Linked DNA regions of Anser cygnoides: regions 1 and 2 are each linked to region 3. The links are chromatin contacts, called in public Hi-C maps. All regions are on one chromosome and are shown on one strand. The core of a region is the stretch at or near the end of the contact, and the rest is flanking DNA. Distances in the headings are between cores, read along the strand shown.

What was found. A called contact is a pair of places that touch in the nucleus more often than the background predicts.
Region 1: a Hi-C map of liver shows a contact between it and region 3, with 4 times the contacts expected there. The contact joins two enhancer-like sites. A contact is called at or near these places in 2 of 7 Hi-C or Micro-C datasets (both in liver).
Region 2: a contact with region 3 is called in a Hi-C map of liver, with 3 times the contacts expected there. The contact joins two enhancer-like sites. A contact is called at or near these places in 2 of 7 Hi-C or Micro-C datasets (both in liver).

What each region holds. Positions count from the first base shown.
Region 1 is chr10:17,430,603-17,433,943 of Taihu_goose_T2T_genome, forward strand. No RefSeq gene overlaps it. Among named protein-coding and RNA genes, the nearest start is that of RPL29, 100 kb to the left of the region's middle. Within about 2 kb of position 1,324, at least 2 of the 3 cell types and tissues checked have open chromatin away from gene starts, as enhancers often do. A contact at or near this core is called in liver, where this site is marked.
Region 2 is chr10:17,448,591-17,451,604 of Taihu_goose_T2T_genome, forward strand. No RefSeq gene overlaps it. Among named protein-coding and RNA genes, the nearest start is that of RPL29, 120 kb to the left of the region's middle. Within about 2 kb of position 1,696, at least 1 of the 3 cell types and tissues checked has open chromatin away from gene starts, as enhancers often do. A contact at or near this core is called in liver, where this site is marked.
Region 3 is chr10:17,625,244-17,628,434 of Taihu_goose_T2T_genome, forward strand. No RefSeq gene overlaps it. Among named protein-coding and RNA genes, the nearest start is that of DUSP7, 17 kb to the right of the region's middle. Within about 2 kb of position 1,393, at least 2 of the 3 cell types and tissues checked have open chromatin away from gene starts, as enhancers often do. A contact at or near this core is called in liver, where this site is marked.

The DNA.
Region 1 (3,341 bases), core at 74-2,573, 190 kb before region 3:
CTCCCTAGAGACGTTCCCAGCTGAGCGGCTGTTGAAGTAATGCTGAGCCAGGACCCATACACTTGCCCGTATTACACTGCATCAGCTGGAGACAGAAGTCCTCAGCAGAAACCCTTCCTAGCTGTGCCACTCGTTGGGGTGGGGACACCAGAGCGGTGCCATGCTCTGAAGCCTAGCGGAGGAACATTAACGCATACAAGGTGCCGTCCTGACCACAGCCAACCTTCAGGGTCGCAGCGCAACACACGTGTTTCCTCGCACTAAAACGGCGGTGGCAGAGCCCAAGCAGACAGGTGGAGGGTTCCTGATGAGGGCAGAGAAAGCTCCAGTTTGCTTCCATCAGCATTTTGGGGTTCGACGTTCCCAACTGCACAGCACAGCCATTGAAAACCTATCACGGGCTGCGCTGGCAGCCTGCCTGCAGAAAGCAGAAGCTTGTAAAGAAGGTATTGAGCTCCAGCTGGCAGAAACGAACCACACAAACACGTCTGCAGGGAAAGTCAAGGGCAGCACGTCTGGCTTCTGCAGTTGCGAAACGGAGCGGCCTTCCCTACCGTTGGACACGCCACCGGTGAAATGTGGGGGCTTCGACCTGCAGTTGGAAGACGAAGGGGGTCCTCCTGCCCCTGGAGGCCCAGGACCACAGCGAAAGCAGGGTACGTATTTGGGTTCCCCCGGGAGCAGCGCCGTGGCAATAAGGATGACCTGGCAATTTAAATTAGGACATGCAAGGGCTTTTCTCAGAAGAAATGGGATGCTGTTTTTACAGCGTGTAGTACAGCCACTGTAAACAGCAAAATTTCTTCACTACCACAAAACCTCACAAAACCCCCAAACCCCCAGTCAGGAAATTAAAGAGAATTCAGAGGAAAAACACCACCAAACGATTACATTTCTATAGGGATTATACTGGGAAAAGCCAAAAAAAGAAAAGACCTTGATCTTTCGAACAGTTGGCCATGCTCAGCTTTGTCCACAACGGTGCAGAGCCGACCGGTGCAGCCGCTGCGCGCTGGCATGATGGGCACTGGGGATCACGGCAGATCAACTATTTCTGGGTTATTCTTTATTAATTCCAAAACTGGAACTGAGTCCGAACTAGCTGATGCCGCAGGCTTATTACACTTGCCTGCCTTTTTTTTTTTTATATGTATAAAATTTTATATTTTTTTCTAGCGCAGCTCTGTAGTACGGTTTTTATTTTAGCTAATGAATCCCTGCCCACACACGCGAGAGCCTCCAAAACACCCACAGACCAGAGGCAGGGGAAGGAAATGCCGGAATTGTTTGCTGAAATCTGGCAACAGGCTATTTTTTGCGAGGGGCCAGAGGAACACAGTGTTCTCCAGAGAGCCTGAAAAGGGTGAGGTCAGAGACTGGCTTCTGCCACGGAGCCTCAGCATTGGGAGGGTTTTTGTCTTTTGCAATTACATAATGTCTTTTCCATGCTGGAGCTGGTTGCTTCCAGATTTCTGGAGGGAGCTCTGAAACGACACACTCTACAGCTTCAAAAAACCAAACCAAAACAAAAAAAAAAACCAAGAACAACAAAAAAACACATCACTTCTGCTCATAAAAAACTGAAAAACTTCGTTTCCTGCCGCAGTTCAGTGTTGTAACAGATGGAGGAAGGGGGGAGGGAAGGGCCCTTTATTTTTTTTCTTCTTTCATTTTTCCATATTATCCGTGTGTTGGCAACGCACTGCTGTCACAGAGTGGTGGAAAGTTCATTTACGGGAAACCTTCCGAAACTGGAGCAGCTCATAAAACTTTTAATACAGACCTGGTTAAAAAATAATGACGAGACCTGAATGGTTTTTGGTTCAGCTGGGGAATGCGTTTTTGGCCTGCTTCCATACTTTGAGCAAATGACGATATTAGGGGCTATTTTAATAAGAAAGAAGGGAGGGGAAAGGAGGGAAGGAAGGAAAGGAAGAAGGGCCCTCCTAGAAAGACAAAGCAGAGCTGCAGTGAGAGGGAACTCCCTCATCCGGGTGATCCAGGCCAGGCAGTGACAGCGGCTGACACCTCAGTGCCCAAACTCTTTATCCACCCCAATGCACGGACACATGGCTTAGCGAGGCCTTCGGCTGAGGCAGACCAAAAGTAAAGCAGCTTTGAGACAGCCTGGAAGGTTTGGGGGAATGAAGAAGGGCATCTCCTAGGTTCTGAAGACAGGCAGAAGATGGAGAGGGCCTGGACGCTGGGGCAGAGCCCCAGGCCCCCAAGGACTGATGAGCACCGCATCAAATCGCAGGCTGTGCACCCAGGTGGCCACAGCGTGGGGAGAACCACGCACAGCCGGGTCTCCAGAACGACTCTGGCATCTGACCACCACCAGTTCGAAGGCTTCAAGCAACGTTTTCAAGCACTCGGAAAAGTGACTGTGCGCCCCAGAATAAAATGGAAGAATTGCATCCCCATCCCATCAAAGGTGTGAGCACTGCCGAATCCGAAGGGTTTAACTCACAGCTTCTCTCCAAAACTTGCTCCCCACGGGCCAGTCTCACCACGGGTGCCTGGTGTGTGCAAGGAACGTGAGGAAGCATTTGCCCTCCAGGTTCTCACTCCGAACATCCTCCACCTTATCTCCAGGGCTTATCTCCCACCCCATGGCCTTCCCTTCCTTCCCGTGCTGTTTGTGCAGGTCCCTGGGCGCACAGGGCATGGGGTTAGGAAATGGGATCAGCAACAAGAGTGAATTTGCCCAGTCTAAGTATGAGCATCTGGACAGATGGAGAAACTTGGACAAAGGCTCAGGGGTCCCATAACAGCCCCAGTGGGCTGTCCCCAGAGGTGAAATGATTCAGCTGCTCTAAATCCACGTGGCCCACGACTGGGGTAAACCTCCCAGCTCAACCCCTCGGGTGAGGAGCAATGTCAAACAACACCCTGGAAGGGGCAGAGCAAAAAGAATAGGAAACAAAGAGAAAGCTAGTGACAAACGGCCCATTCTGTCCTCTCAAAGGAATTTCTGCATAATTTAGACTGTACGAACAGGAAATCTGTGTACTAATGTATTCCCACCACCAAGCACATGAGGGGTCTGTGTCTCTGGAGTGCCTACAATGAATCATTTATTGTCCTTCCTCATGCTTTCCAGCAGGAATAAGCTACACATTTGACCTTATAAAAAGCAGTAACTTTGCCCGTAAGATGTGGCCCGCGGTAGCCCAGCCCCTGCTGGCAGCCCCGAATACACAGGAGAAACTATGGGTTGCTGCTGCACTGAGAGCTGCATCAGCATTTCCATACAAAACCACTGTTTTCAAGGCTGCTACGAACAAGCCAAGAAAGAAAAGACACAAACTGCCCCAGAGAAAAGGAAGCTGGCCCCCAAA
Region 2 (3,014 bases), core at 446-2,945, 180 kb before region 3:
CGCACAGACAGGAGAGGATACTGTTTGGATTTAGCTGCTTCATTAACCCCCACAGGCTGCATGCGTGTGCTGGAGGACTGGTCTTTTCATCTCAAGCAGTAATTGCAAATACAAGGACTAAAACCAAAGCTCCTGTAGCCTGAGATTATAAAAAAAAAAAAGGGGGGGGGGGGGGCACCCATGTATATCCTTCCACTGCATACCAAGACATCTGAGCTATTTAGGGTGTACTAAACCAGGAAGGCAAACCCTTGAGTTTAGGTCAATGAAGTGCTAATCACTAATTACGGCTTCTGCACCAACAAATAAATCTAACTGGACCTCCCCACCGCAGCCATGTTCCTTCTGCTTTTAATCCTCCCTGCTTCGTTTTGTCATGAGGGGAGGCAGGGGAGAGGCAATGTCAGGGCGGGCAGAGCACAGATGGCTGCCCCGAGAGCCCCTCCCGGGGCAGGGATAACGCCCCTGTGCCACGCAGGGCGAGTGCCATCGGACACAAGCCCTGGCACACCCCGGGGAAGAAGCCCTGCAGCAGGGAGCGGCAGCTAGGTTAGACACCTTGATCTGCGTCAGGCCACGGCTGGGATCATTTCAAGCTTCACCTGCAGGTACCGTGAGCACCACACACCACAGAGTGATTTTTCTGTTCACATTCATGCCAAAAACAGCTGGAGGAGTTTGGTGCTGTTCGGTGCCCCAGCCACAGCCCCCTGCCACCTACGTGCACAGAAAAACAGGCTGGGCAGGCACGGCTGGGTGAAACCCAGAGCCACGCACAGGGCACGGTGGGAGAGGGTCAGCAATGCTGTAAACGATTGCAGCGAGGAGGAGAAATGGCTGGGCAAGGGACGGGTGGTGAGAAGAAGACTGGGACTTGGACAACCTGGACAGACATGGATGCTCCTCCCTGTGCTCAGGTGTCCACCACATAGCGTGCTTTAGCAGATGCTTGCCGTATTAATGCAGAACCAAGGTGAGCAAGACCAACCTCATTTCCAGGAACTGCCACTTAGAAGTCCTCCAGGAGCCGACAGAGAGAACATCCAACCGAGGAGTATGCCCGCTTTGCTATGCAGTCCTGGTGCATGCAACGTGCTCTGTTGTTTTGTTTTTTTTTTTGTTTCAATGCACATCACCTTTGGAGCTGATTCACAGATGGCCAACATGTTCCCACATATAACCACACTGCTCTGACCCACGCACATTTTGCTCCTGGAGACATCCCCTCCCGTAATGTCACAGCTCTGCATCCCTCAGTTCTCTTGCCTTGAGCACTCAGGCACTGTCACCACGTCCCTTTGTTCTGCCAGCTCAACCCGGAGCGACACACGGCCACGCTGAGCGCCACTAGGAAAACTAGCGGCGGTGAGGCAGGTACCGAGGCCACTTCGTGCCTTTGTGCCCCATTAACCACTACGTTGGTCTCCAGGCAGCTGACACTGAGACTGTGCTTAATAGGCAGTGCTACTCTCAGCATTTCACCCTCCAACTTCTCTCATCACCCTCAAACCAACAGCTACTGCGTGCTAAGACAGACAGACACCATCAGCCTGCGCACAAGGCTGTGAAAACTGGGCAGCTGCCTTCTGAGGTGCCTGTTGACCAGCTAATAGCTCCCCAGTGCCTCTCACAGCACCATCCCGAGGAAAGCATGAAGGAAAAAAAACCACAGTTATTCCTATTATAGTTATTCCTAGTAGGATGAAGTGCAAGTACACAGAGCAAAAAGACCTTCTCTTACTGCAGAGAGACGCAGCGCTGCAGGTGCAATGCAGCACCAGCAAGCTGGCAGCAGCACAGGGAAGCCAGCACAACTCCCTCCAGGTAAGAGGTGTAGGGGTCTTAGCCAGCAGTTGCTGGGGTTTTTGCCAGTCTTTACCTCGAGGCACAATGGACCAGGGAAAGAAGAAACAGTAGCAAGAAAAGAAATCAGATCGAACAGCTGGAATGACTGGAACAGAAGTGTTTCGACCCAGCCCCTCTGGGAAATGGGTTTCTATTGCAGCTTTGCTTGAACATGACAGCTAGGCAGTACTTCAGGCTTGGCCCCAGGGATGCCGGCAGCGTGCAGCCCTTTGCAGGACCAGGTCTGGTGTCAGAGAGTTTGAAACAGCACAGCAGAGATGCACCCATCCTAGTCGGGCAGCGCTCCAGCTGCCTTAGCCCCACACAGCACATCTCCGTAAGTACAAAGTACAAAGCTGAGGCTGGAAACAAAGAACCAGAGAAGCGACGCTGAAGTTTTGATCCAACTGAGCACTTCTCAGTGACTGTGCACATGACCCAGACTCGAACCATCCTGGCTTCCTCAGCCCCAAACGGCAGCAGCCCTTGGGAGCCCTGCGGACATGGGTCCTACCTGAAGGCCAGGAACAGCAGCAGCTCCACGGCATTTTTGTGTTCATCTGATGCACGCTGTGGCTGAACAGCAGCACCTCCCAGGGCTCCAAGAACTTTCCCCAGATGTAACCCAGAAGACTTCACTTGACAACCAGGACCGGCTGGAAGGAGCCTCCCGCCCTGACATTTCCACCAGAAGGCTCAATTTGTGTACTTCGTGAGATGAGCTCTCTGTTTGCCCACCTTTAAAAGCTGGGCTAAAACAACCAAAATCAATTTCATTTGGGAAACTCTGTCTGGACACACAAACACAGAGACGAATACACAAGCCAAAGCTCAGAGTGCCCCTGTAAACACCACATTTCCTTCTTCACATGTACATGCAAAAAAAACTTGGATGGTTTTGAACAGCCTGTGTTCAGAGAGACCTTTCATTTTAGTTATCCTGGGTCAAAGCAAACAACATCACATGGTACCCCAAGGTGGTTTCTTTTGGCTCTTTACACTCGGAAAACACTGAGCACATTTTCATAGATCCAAGTAATGTCCATACAGAAGCTGGCAATGCTTCGTATTAGTTCCATCATCCTCCGGGCTGCAAGGATGAAAAATAACAAACCTCAGGCACTGGGCAATGACCTGAACTTTGATCTGAAGCAATCCTGTTCAGAGGG
Region 3 (3,191 bases), core at 143-2,642:
ACCCGGTGGGTACGTTAGCATGTGTGCTTCAGGAAAAGTCACAACAGCCCTTTTCTCCTCCTCATGTAGTGCTTTACCAAAATCCAGACTGAGAAATAAAGCGCCCCATCCATGCGCTGCCGCTTCAGTCAGTCCAAGAGTGCACGAAACATGGCTTTTGAAGCCACATTTCCCCGTCCTTTCTCAGGCTACTCCTCCTCTAGAGACACAAAGCAGAATCTGTCTCATCCCCTCTGCAGAAGCTGAGATCAAACGGCAGCTTTACCACATCACAAGTTACAATTAAGGCTACTCCTGGCAAAAGATGATTCCCTCGCCAAATGCTAAAGCTCTCCTGGCATTTCTCTTCCTATTGTCTGTATCCAGCCCTGTATTTATGAGATTAGCCTCAAATTAGGACAGTTTCCTCATTCTTCCTTCACTCTTACTGCAGCCTGGTTCCTGGGAACTTGATCCTATCTTCCACAGAGGTTACTCCCTGATGATAGGAAACATCTCGTGTATGTAGGCAGGAAGCACCAACAGAGGATTACAACGAGGGCTCTCTCCTAATCCTCATTACGACATATCTCCACGGATCAGGAACCTCAGTGGGCCCATTTGAGCAACAGGAACATTAGGGACCCGTCTCACTCCTGCGCTCCTACACGGCGTCTCGGCCCCCTGTGGCATGGCTTAAAGCAGCACACGGGGCTGCGAGGGCACGACAAGCTGCCCCGACCCTTCCAGCTACTTCCACGGCACCCACCTCTCAGCCAGAAGCATGGCACTTACGTGACGGGAGAGGGCAGATCAAACAAAGCAAGTGCTTTTGGAACTGGTGCCTTGCCCCAGCATCACTCAGAGGAGACGAGAGGCAGGTTTAGTGACCACGGTGATGGCTTTCCGTCACCTAAACCGTCCATTTCAGCAGCTGATGCTGATAAAGAACAAGACGCTCAGTGTGTCTGCTGAAGAACAGCCCCTCTCCCTGCTTTGGGTGTGCTACAGGTCATCGCCCACCTACTGCGGTATCCCTTTGAGAACAGAGGTACAATAACCTCAGGAGTTTTCTCCTCCAGCCACGCACTTCAGCATCTTTCTTCTCCAAACAGAGAGACAGAAGAGGAGGAACAGCATCGCCAACCTCCATAAAACCTCCTCACACACACGCAGTCACAGCGGGCTAGGCATTGGTTATTACAGGACAGTATCTTCTTGGAAGAGCAGAGGAACCAGAGCCACTAAGCCTAGCTGGATCAAGCTACATCGTGCCTCATCTCCAGCAGCAGCTGACAGCAGCATCTAAGGAAGAATGTAAGAACAGGGTGAGAGCGTAGCCATGTTTCATTACAAATGCTTTCCCAGGATCCAGCTATTTGCAGCTCCAGGACCTTCTCAACCAGAGACTGTGTAGTGGCATTTAACAGCCCTCAGAGGATTTTCCTTGCATTAGTTTCTCCAGTCTCCCCCAAACCTGCATAAACTTTGTTCCCCACAGATCTACACAGTGCATTTAAACTGTTTGTGATTTTTTTTCCTAGGAGCTGATTGTGGTTTTTTTGTTTTGTTTTAAACAAAAACAAACACTACTCAGCACCAAGCCTTGTTCCTCTAGCCCAGTTCATTGAACTTCTGAGCTCTGTCACCCACATGACACTATCCTGTTTTGAGCCCCCTGCACTGAATTACGATGAATTACCGATTACAATGGCTCCCTCTCCCTCCTGGATTGCTTTGCTTTTCTCAGCGTCTTATTGCACAACCCCACTACTCTCAATTACAAGGACTTTCTACAGCTATTCACCAGAGCTTTTGTTTTTTGCTGCTCTGAATAGCAAGCAGCAGACTTCATCTGCCACTTACTCCTATTTATCATTAACAGACCCATTCAGCAGCTCCGACCTTTGGCAGCCCCTTGTCACAGTTGACTAATGTCAATTCCCTATCGGGAAAGCTGGCCCTTCACCTTTCGATCTTCATTTCCCATCTTTCAGCTTATTATTTACCCATTAGAGACCGCCATGAGATATCTCAAAACCCTGAGAGCACAAAAGGACCTCCAGCTCCCCAGCGTCCTGCCACCCATGGAGAGTTTTCCTACCTGCTCTCTCGCTCAACTCCTTGGCTTGCTGGCCTCAACAACCTCCCTCAAGAAGGGTCCCAGCCGTGGGCGCCTGTGCCACCGAGGGAAGCACAGCTTCACCCCAGGCACCGCGCCATCGTAGCATTTAGCACAGCCTGACACAACGTGAAGGCAGCAGCCAGGCACCACCAAGACTGCTCTCCTCAGGCTCAGCACCCTCGATTCTGTTGAAGCCAAGCTACGCCACACCACTCCAAGAAAATACTGGAGCTCACTTGTTTTTTCCAGAGCCTGAACAGGTTCCCACAGAAGCCCTACCAGGACTTCCTCCAGCAACACCTGGGCTTGGAGCAGCCCAAGAGTCAACGGTCATTACCCAGCAACCCAGCTCACTCCCAAACCCTAGAATATATCGGGAGAGAAAAAACCGTTCCTCTCCCTAACATCCTTTTGCTGGACTCTAGTCCTTAATACAACAAAGACGAGCAGAGCGCAGCCTTTTCCCCCAGAGACAATTTGCCATCCTGCCACCCACAACCCACCCCATTGTCCCTGTGGAGTTCAGTCGTCGCTTCCCAGACACACCACACTTCTGTGAAGCGTCCTCCACACTCCTCCACCTCAGAGCTACCCAGATTTCAGCACCCAGAGAACAAGCCCCAGGAAAAGTACCTTCCTCTTCTTTCACAAGGAGCGGCCGATTGCCTCAGATAATGATATTAGGTGAACAAGTGGGACACTGAGAAGCAAGATCAGTTCCCACAAAGACTGGCTAGTAATGAGAGTGGTTAAAGACAGGTAATGAGTGGGTGGTATTTGTCAGCTTCATAATGTAGATTATAATTTGTTTATTACTCTTGCTACTGCTTTCGCTGCTGTTGGAATGCAATTAAATAATAGCACCTATGAGTCCTGCGAGTATCTGTCATCCCTGACCTACAAACATCCCCAGGCCTCCGCTGCACATGCAGTTGCATTGGACGTTTAATGGCACTGCATGGCCAACAGAAAGTATCTCAGCTTTCAGGAAGAAAAGCGAAGACCTCCCAAGACAAAACCAAAGGCACCTCCACAAGGAACAGGCTCAAAGAAGCTTTGGTCGTTCGGGACAACTAACCATCACCTA